Linked DNA regions of Mus musculus: all the other regions are linked to region 2. The links are chromatin contacts, called in public Hi-C maps. All regions are on one chromosome and are shown on one strand. The core of a region is the stretch at or near the end of the contact, and the rest is flanking DNA. Distances in the headings are between cores, read along the strand shown.

Region 1 (2,976 bases), core at 398-2,897, 240 kb after region 2:
ATTTCTCAAAAACTAATTATATATGAATCTATACTATATAAATATGAAATATATTTGCATTATTTCATGTCCAAATTTTTCTGGGCATTTCAGCAGAATACTTCTGTTGCATGTTTTCTATATAAACTAGTGTTATCTGTCTAAAAATAAGATTTTTATGATTATAAAAATATCTCATATTTAAAAACACTAAGTTTTAATCCATACATCAAACAAAAACAAAATCCAGAAATCCTGCCTGGTTACTCACACTGGCTTAAGATAACAAGCAATGAACTGTCTTCCATGGTCATTGCCTGAACCTCTAAAGGAGTCCAGAGTGTGCTATTGAGAGAAATGCCCCTGCCTCTGCTCCAAATTTCCATCATTTGGAAAGGCCATGGTTCACTCCTCACTGCCCTTCCTATGCCAATGGTTGGCTCTCTTTCCTTTGAATAGGAAACCTGCAGAGCAAAGATGTGCTATTCTTGTGTAGGTGGGCATGAGATTTATATAAAATCATGTAAAAATCCTTTCTTAGATGCCCCACGTCAAGCCTTAAATCTGTGTCATACCTGGGAGGAGGCATGAGCTTCTGCCTTTTCTTTTACTTAATTTTCTCCAGAAAAAGTCAGCGTGCTGTCAAGGGAGCTGTCAGCTCTTAAGTTCACTATTCTTCTTGGAGTCATCCATGCATGATGCTTACAGAAGTTATGTTATTTTCAAAGACAAAACACTGTTTCTACTGTGGTTGAACTCAAAGTGCAATGAAGAGCCAGATGTGACAATTTCCTCTAAAAACTACCATGATGTATTTTGAATAACCTGTAATGTGCATTTATAGCAGTTGAAAGATGGGGAAAGCTGTCATCTTCAATAGTCATAGTGACAAGAGGAACTACAAAAGGTCACTTGGCAAAAATCACACATCCTCAAATGTATCAGTATTTGTTTAGCTGTTATTCTCACCTATAAGCTAATTAAAATCATATAGCCTTCCAAAGTTGTTGCTTACAGTCAAAATCCAAAGCCAGTCTTGGTTTTCTAGGGGAAAAAGGCCAAAATGTATACTTTTCAGAAAATTATGAAATTCAGAGAAACACAATATAAAGGGAGCATCAAGTATTTACTGAATTATAGCACCTAGGACTGGCCTTGGAACTTCTTGAATTTTCAAAGGCAGCAGCAGAGTACAAGAAAGGCTGACAGCCATCTATAGTTCATTCCAATATTGTTGACTAAGAGAAAATTGAGTTTTCTTTCCTAACAGACAATACAAGGGCAGCCCTCATAATCACTTGGGATTTTAAGCTAGGATATTAGTCCCTTGGGAAATAGAGTGAATATGAAGAGGTTTCAGGTGGAGGAGAGAGGGTCGTTCCAAGGCCAGGTGCCTCCCTCGTGATTTCCTGGCAGCCTCCAGTGGCATATTCTGGTAAGCAACCACATTGCTCAGGTATAGCCTCTGTCATCAGAAACACCACCAAGGTCAGTGCTGATGTAAGAGTCTTCCAAGGTGGCCGTGTTCATACCTCAGCCTACTGCTCTGTTTCTTTCCTCAGAGTGGCCACTTTGAGTGCGGGCCATTTGCTCCTGACTCACACCATTCCCAGCCAGTCACATCTGCCACTCTAACCTTGGTAAAGGACCTTGAGCTATTCTGAGATTTCCATTCCAAACACAGCCCTGGGCTGTCTGCCAGGCAGCATGGTGCTTTTCCATAGCAGTACAGATATGAGATAGATTCACAACAGCCAGCAGGAAGTACTTAAAAAGAGCTTATGCTCTTCTGAGAAAACCTACTGGGAGTAGTCTTGGGATCGGTGGGAGGGGCTAAAATGGTGGGTGGGGCTAGCGTAGTTATAAAGAACCAATGAATACAAGTTCATGTCTGACAGCCACAGTCTGGCACAGACGAAAGGATAGAATGACCTGGATCTGATAAAGACGCTGTAATGAAATGTGTTTTTTAAGCATCTGCTCATCTCATTCATCCTTCTAGGTGCCTTCCCATCTCTCCCTTCCACATAACTCTTAGCCTTCAGCATGCCCGCCTTTCTGAGTCTCCCACATCCGGGAGCTCATCAGTGACTCTATTTACATGTCCTGAACCCTTTCACTGTTAAATTACCAGTTTAAAATATCAGTTACCCGTGAGATGTCTTGCAGGTGTTCTGCTCTTTGCTTCCTTTTATTTTTTAAACATGCCTTTCTATAGATGGACTTTTTTTTTTTTTTTTTTTTTTTTGGCTAACCTCTTTAGCTATGTTATAATCTGTGGGTAGTTGACCCTGATCACAGCTTACCTCAGACATATCTATATCTGAATTACAGGACTGCCTCTATCAAGAGGTATGTAACTCCTGAAATTTATCTGGGTGTTTTTGTTTAGGTACCTGAATTATACTTAGAGTGAATGTGCATTTGTATGTGTGTGGGGTTGGGGGGAGGGTCAACCTTGTGGGTTAAAAAGCAATGTGCCACAGGTTCCTGTGATTTCTTGAAGAGTCCTGATCTGCTGCACTTGGCATTAGATTTAAGATGGCTGCCAGCACACTAGGAAGACAGCAAAAAGGGGTGGTGGTGAGGGCAATGGCTGCTTCCATGGTCTCCATGGAAGTCCTCATGAGTAACAGTACTCCCACAACTCCTCCTGAGTTACCTCATCATCTGAGTTACCTCATCAGGCAGGGCTTTCATTGGGGCATAGTGACAGTGTGTCAAGATACGTTTAGCCAAGAGTTTGAGACTTGGGATTGGCCCAAAAGCTGTATATAAACTTATGTGCTGGGCAAAAAACTTAGATCTGCACTTGATGCTGGTCTCTGGAGTCAGATATCCCAGGATTTGTTACCTGACTCCATCAACTATCACCCTCCCTATCCTTGGTCCTGTTCTCGTGTGTGTGTGTGTGTGTGTGTGTGTGTGTGTGTGTGTGTGTGTGTGTGTGTTGTCTCAGCCAATAGCTTGTTATAAAGTATGGAGAGGAGATGAGGA
Region 2 (2,941 bases), core at 410-2,909:
CAAAGGGACTGTGGACAGGTCAGCAGAAATGGTAGCGGGCATCCTCAGCCAGGCTCTGCACTGGCCAGGCTCCCTGCCAACCAGGAAACTCACAACGGTTCCACAAGGGCCTCAGTGCCCCCCACACCTTCCCACCTGTCCACAGATAAGAACAGTAGTGCCAGTGCGGGGCTTTCTGTTCTGTAATCAGGCACACAAGCACCTCATGTCTCCATTCGTTCAGTTACTCAACTTCTGCCCCCGAAGTTCCCATACTCTTCCTACCTCAGCAGGGCGCTGTTGGCAAAGACCAATACCCTTGCATTTATCCCTTTCTGAACTTGGTTGTTGTTGGTTGTGGTAAGATGGGGTCTTCCGTACCCCAGGTTAGCCTCAAACTTCCTATAAACTGAGACAGTCTTTAACCTGATCCCCCTGCCTCTGCTTTCCCAGTGCTGGGATCACAGCTGGGTAGCGCCATGTCCCACCCACGTTTGCTTTTGATTAATTGTACAGACTCCCACTCCATAGCCAAGTCCTTCTACGTTCTCTCTCCATGCCTAAATCAGTAGGCAGCATGTGGCAGTTTATCTCCATGAACCATGGCTCCCTGTCTGCCTCATGTTACCATGCCATTTCAGGCTTGAATGCAGTAGATTTTAAAATCCCATATAAGGTTAGAACAGTGACACTATCTCTTTAGGGCATTAAGGATTATTTTGGATGGAAACTCTAAGCTCATCTTCCACTCATCCCTGGCTCTGCCCGGGTCCTACTTGTGCACAAAGGCAACTCTGAGGTCACTTTTACAAGAGAGGACAGGCAGAAAAAGTGCCCTGCAAAAGACATGGGAATGTTCAACACCAATTATCAGGCGGAAAAAAAGAAATAGCCACAGACCAGAAATAACTTAAGTAATAATTTTAAAACTTTAGATCATCCATCGGTAAAGCAGCCTGGTCAGCTGGACTCTGCTTCAGTTTTGACTCCCAGTTTTCTAAGGCTTTTTAAAAATGCTTGGACTGTTTCCTTGAGACATTCGCATGCAAAGCTGTGGCTGCTGTCTCCAGCCGCCCACACATACCTGCCCTCCTCCTCCCTCTGACTCAGCGCCCAGCCTCCGCCCACGCCCGCTGACTCGGTGACCCGCACCCACTTCCCACAAACCTACGCGCTCCTCTCCTTCACACAGGTACAAATATTCACACTCCCACTGCTCAGCAAACAACGCACACTACTAATGGGGGGGAGGGGGAGGCATGCTTTTCCTAATGACCATTATGTTTCTTTTAATTCACAAGCTTTACACAGCACAATGAGTAGCTGATGAACTTATTTATGCTTAAATTGGTTTTTCAAAACTCCCTCGTGTTCAAAACTGGATTATTCTATTTTTAAAAAACTCCACCAAAAAAAAAAAAATGTATACACCGAGTGTTGCACCTTTTTTTTTTTTCTTTTTTCTTTTTTCAGGAAGAACAGATGCCCTAGGGTTTGTCCAAATTAAAACTTTTTACTCACATTTTCAGCGATGGCTACACAAAGGCTCACTGGGCTGGGTATTCGCCGTGAGGGTGTTTGAGCTACAGCTGGCATCAGCAGGCTGCCTGACAAGATTAATTGGCAGTGAATTAGACCAGTGCAGTCCAGAGCCAACACCAAAAAGGAGGACCAGCCCACTCATGAGGCCCTGCCAACGCCCAGAGATCTGCTGAGCGTGGGCTGGGGGAAGGCAGGGAGGCCAGTCTCTGCTGCCTTTGTGTTCTCACGGCTCGTACAAGGGTTCATAGCAACGGTTTCTTTCTTTTGCTGTGCATTTGTGTGATATCTGTGTGTCTTGCTACACTGATGCCACAGCGCATGTGCAGAGGTCAGAGGACAACCTTAAGTGTGTCCCCTTCCCTTCCACCTTGTTTTAGGTAGGGTCTCCTGTTCACAGCAGCATGGGACAGGGCTGGACATCCTGATGGCTCCCCATGACTGCCATCAGCTCTGTGTGGGTGCGGAGGTCTGAACTTGGGTCCTTACACTTGTGACCAGAGCTTTATCCTCTGAGCCATCTCCCCAGGCCCCATGGCAACTCTTTTTATTTTTTCCGGGGCTTGATACTATTCTATGTCACAGATGTGAGCAGAAGCAATTCTATTGTAACTCACCTCCTCTTTAAGAAGAGATGCAAGCCAAATCTGGATTTTAAGGAGTGGTGGGTTGCTTTGTGTTTGCTGCTTTGCTTTATCATTCATAATTGATGTGAATTCTTCTGGGAGAAGCAGCGGCCATTTCTGCTCTTCTTCTATCTCTAACAATTGAGAATGTTAGATCTACAATATGCTGGACAGGGAACTGGGAAAAGGATTTCTATCTGGGCCAGACCTCTCAGCCCTCAGTGGTGGGGCCAGTTTTAATCATCTCTGTCCACCTGTCTCACATTCTTTGCTTGAATTTCTACAATTTGATCTGCTTCTGTGCACTTTAGCATTTCTCTGTATTATCCTTAAACTTGAAAGTCTTCTTGGCTCCTTGGAACTTTTTAAGCACTTCTTTGTATGTTTAACTTTGTATCGTTATAGAAAGCAAAGCTCTTCACCACAAGTCCCCATATAAAAAGATGCAAAAGCAAAAAGCAAGTGTCTCACTTCTTAGCCACTGTGCTGGTATGACTACCACCAGGTTCCAAGAAGCTAACTTCCAACAAAATATGGCAGAGTGAACATAAGAATGTCTGTCTTCTGGCTAGGCCAGCAGAGCAGTGTGAGCAAATGAGAGCCTTTGGTTACCACGCTGTGCTCTGTTTGTGTCTCCTGAGAGTTCAAACTCTGTAGTCATCAGTGTAGCCCTGATAGGAAGCAACTGAGCCTCTCGGTTGAGATTAGCAGAAGGTGATTGGGTCCTTGTTTGACAGGTGAGTAAACCTCTTTCTTCATGTGCTACCCAGATATTTTGTTACAATAACAACAGCCAA
Region 3 (3,186 bases), core at 549-3,048, 160 kb after region 2:
AATTTTGATCAGAAAAGATGACTTGGCCTATCATTTAAGATTCGTGAGTAAGATTTTCATATGAGATCATAATGGAAATAGGGTCAAATGCCTAGAATGTTGGGGAAGTTGAATTGTGAGGGGATCGTTACAGGGGAATCAATCCAGACAGGGCTTTGTTTGTTTTGGTTGGGCTTTTTTCCCACTTTTTATTGGTTATTTTATTTATTTACATTTCAAATATTATCCTCCTTCCCAGTTTCCCCTCTGCAACCCCCTATCCCATCCACCCTGCTTCTATGAGGGTGCTCCCCCACCCACCCTTACCACCCTATCATTCCCCAACACTGGGGAATTGAGCCTCCACAGGGCCAAGGGCCTTCCCTCTCATTGATTCCAAATAAGTCAATTCTCTGCTACATATTTGGCTGGAGCAATGGATCCCTCCATGTGTACTCTTTGGTTGGTGGTTTAGTCCCTGGGAGCTCTGGAGAGTCTAGTTGGTTGATATTGTTGTTCTTCCTATGGGGTTGCAAACCCCTTCAGCTCCTTCAGTCCTTCCCCTAACTCCTCCACTGGGGTCCTTGTGCTCAGTTTGATGGTCAGCTACAAGCATTCGAATCTCTATTAGTAGCCCTCACCTGGCAAAGCCTCTCAGGGGACAGCTAAACCAGGCTCCTGTTAGCAAGCGCTTCTTGGCATCAGCCATAGTGTCTGGGTTTGGTGTCTGCAGATGGGATGGATCCCTAAGTAGGGCAGTCTCTGGATGGCCTTTTCTTCAGACTCTGCTCCAGTTTTTGTCCCTGCATTTCCTTTAGACAAAAGCAATTCTGAGTTGATATTTTTGAGACGGGTGAGTCACCCCATCCCTCAACTGGGGGCAGTGCCTATTTATGGAGGTGGTCTCTACAGGTTCTCTCTCCCCTTTGTTGGGTACTTCAGTTAAAGTCATCCCCGTTGTGTCCTGGGAGCCTCTTGCTTCCCTGGCATCTGGGACTATCTAGTGGCTACCCCCAAATCCCTAACTCTCAGTGCTACACAGACAGGGGTTTCTAAGTATAATCTGAAACTAGCAAAAAACAAACAAAACAAAACAAAACAAAACAAACACCATGGCATTTCAGTTTTTAAGAATTACCTTCATTTTTTTCCATTTAATAATTTTTGATAAAACAAAACAAAAACAAAAAAAAACAAAACAACTCTATCATGAGGACTGGATTGGAGGGGGTACATGTACCAAATGCTTTGAAATAGTTCGTAAGCTTTTCTTGGGCACATAATGTTTCCAAAAGGCCATTTGCAGATAGTGTAAACAGTCCTGCCATTCCTCAGGCCTTAAGGGTCTTCATTGCTTGGGACTGTGTCTCCGCCATCACGGCACAACCACTCTCAATTAGTCTAGTAACCCATACCGTGTGTTGAAATTCCCCTTTGTATTACATTATGCAAGCAATACTCTTGAAAGTACTTAATATAATATAGTGATTCTAGACTAAAAGAGAAACCTATAAAGCAGATGTAGAATGCACTAATAACACTTTAATATTTAGCTTTATTATTCACGGTGGTGCTCATCTATGTTTGAAGATCCATAAAATTGATTTTTCTACCCACTGGGGAATAAGTGAGCTATTTAAAACTATAAGCCCACAAACAATCCCCTGAGGCACACGAGAACATAGTTCCCTCCTGATAATCACCCACAATTAGAGCAGACTCTTTCAGATACATAAATTAAAGCAACAAAACGAGGCAGCTATAAATATCCCTGCTTGCTCACCCTGAAGGAATCACGCTGTACACTACAAATCCTCCCCAAAATAACTTTGTTCTATAGTTGCAAGCACTGATAAGAATAAGACGTAGAACCACCAGATGGGAAGGAATCCTATTTCCTGCAAATCCTTTCTCCTAAACCAGATTGGATCAAATCTCCCAGAGGGAGAAGGATCTGTCTTTATCTGCTCACCCATGGATTAGACTTAAGAAGCCTGTGGGTGTCGCTGATCTCACCTACGTGGTGCCTGAGTTAGTCACTCTCCACCCTGGTCACAGCACACCTGAAGAAAGCACTTAGGGAGGAGGCACCATAGGGGCACACCGTTTTAGAAGTTTTAGTTCATGTTTCTGTAGCTTTGCAGCTTCTGGGCTGAGCATTTTGAGAAAGAAACCCTGTCAGGAAGTATTTGATGGAGTCAAGTCACACCACCTTCTGGCAGACGAGAAATGGAGAGAAACTGGAGATGAAGGTAACAAAATAGACCTTTGCAGAGCATGCCTCACCCCCAGCAGCATCTGGCGTCCTTTAACTAGTCCTGTCTCCTAAGTTTTCACCACTTCCTCAAGATGCCCTCAAACTATCACTCATTAGTGGAGTACTGCACTGATGAGGTTGGTTCCTCATGGTCCATTTATCTCTGAATAGCCACTAGCTGGAGAGGAAGCCCTTACCACATGGAAGATACCATACATCCAAATCATACACTATCTATACATCCCCAAGGAAGCCAGAAATGGGCAAAATTGCAGACTCCCATACAGTGTGGTTAGTGCTCAGGAGCTGTGCATCTCTTCTCATCCATGGTTGATGCTCCAGGCCCAGACACGAAAACTTTGCCTTTAAGACTCTCAGGTGCTAAATCCAGTATCCAGATGGATGTGGAGGTTCAATGGCAGACTGAGGGCCAAAATCTAGAGCCAGCATGGTGCTAATCAGTCATGGTCAGAGGTTCTGAAGGGCTAAGGTAGATGACCCACGAAGAACCTCTGGTGTGAGATGGGCTACATCACCACCCACAAGTGTCAAGTACAGAAATTTCTTCCTCAGAACACTCTTAGCATGAACCTCTCTGAAGACAATTGGCTAATTAGGAGACATGTTTATACAGCACCAATTTCTTTTGATGATAACTATTATAATCAAGAAGCAACATCAAAATTAGAAAGACAAAAAAATCTACAGCTCACAGAGACAGCAGTTCATTAATGGCTTTGGAAGGTTTATCTTAGGCCAACTTTGTGTTTAGTTTATAAAATCAATGAAATGATAAGAATTGTTTATGAGACTCTCTAAATTCTAGCCTGCCACATGTGCAAGCACTTGTGTTTCCAGTTTGATAATGTAAGCTGTGTAGCACCCTATGGCAGACATGTCATTTTCATTCATAGATGAACTGTCCCCAGCCCTCTTTTTACTTTTTATTT

Evidence for each region. Hi-C and Micro-C count contacts between places; a contact is called where the count stands out from the background.
Region 1: a Hi-C map of Sertoli cells shows a contact between it and region 2, with 2.4 times the contacts expected there. The contact joins two enhancer-like sites. A contact is called at or near these places in 2 of 484 Hi-C or Micro-C datasets (Sertoli cells and bone marrow-derived macrophages) and 4 of 115 datasets of contacts at active chromatin or transcription factors (CD8 T cells, astrocytes, embryonic stem cells and 1 more).
Region 3: a contact with region 2 is called in a Hi-C map of cortical neurons, with 2.2 times the contacts expected there. The contact joins two enhancer-like sites. A contact is called at or near these places in 6 of 39 promoter capture datasets (the 3T3-L1 cell line, the C10 cell line, embryonic stem cells and 2 more), 1 of 484 Hi-C or Micro-C datasets (cortical neurons) and 3 of 115 datasets of contacts at active chromatin or transcription factors (CD8 T cells, fibro-adipogenic progenitors and heart atrium).

Annotation. Positions count from the first base shown.
Region 1 is chr1:52,353,087-52,356,062 of GRCm38.p6, reverse strand. The region is part of intron 1 of Gm31955 (a long non-coding RNA gene); the gene reads right to left. Among named protein-coding and RNA genes, the nearest start is that of Gm31955, 49 kb to the right of the region's middle. Within about 2 kb of position 1,647, at least 29 of the 459 cell types and tissues checked have an H3K27ac peak or open chromatin away from gene starts, as enhancers often do. A contact at or near this core is called in Sertoli cells, where this site is marked.
Region 2 is chr1:52,596,164-52,599,104 of GRCm38.p6, reverse strand. It overlaps a transcript of Nemp2 not described here. Among named protein-coding and RNA genes, the nearest start is that of Gm28178, 17 kb to the right of the region's middle. Within about 2 kb of position 1,659, at least 161 of the 459 cell types and tissues checked have an H3K27ac peak or open chromatin away from gene starts, as enhancers often do. A contact at or near this core is called in Sertoli cells and cortical neurons, where this site is marked.
Region 3 is chr1:52,434,688-52,437,873 of GRCm38.p6, reverse strand. No RefSeq gene overlaps it. Among named protein-coding and RNA genes, the nearest start is that of Gm23460, 8.3 kb to the left of the region's middle. Within about 2 kb of position 1,798, at least 15 of the 459 cell types and tissues checked have an H3K27ac peak or open chromatin away from gene starts, as enhancers often do. A contact at or near this core is called in cortical neurons, where this site is marked.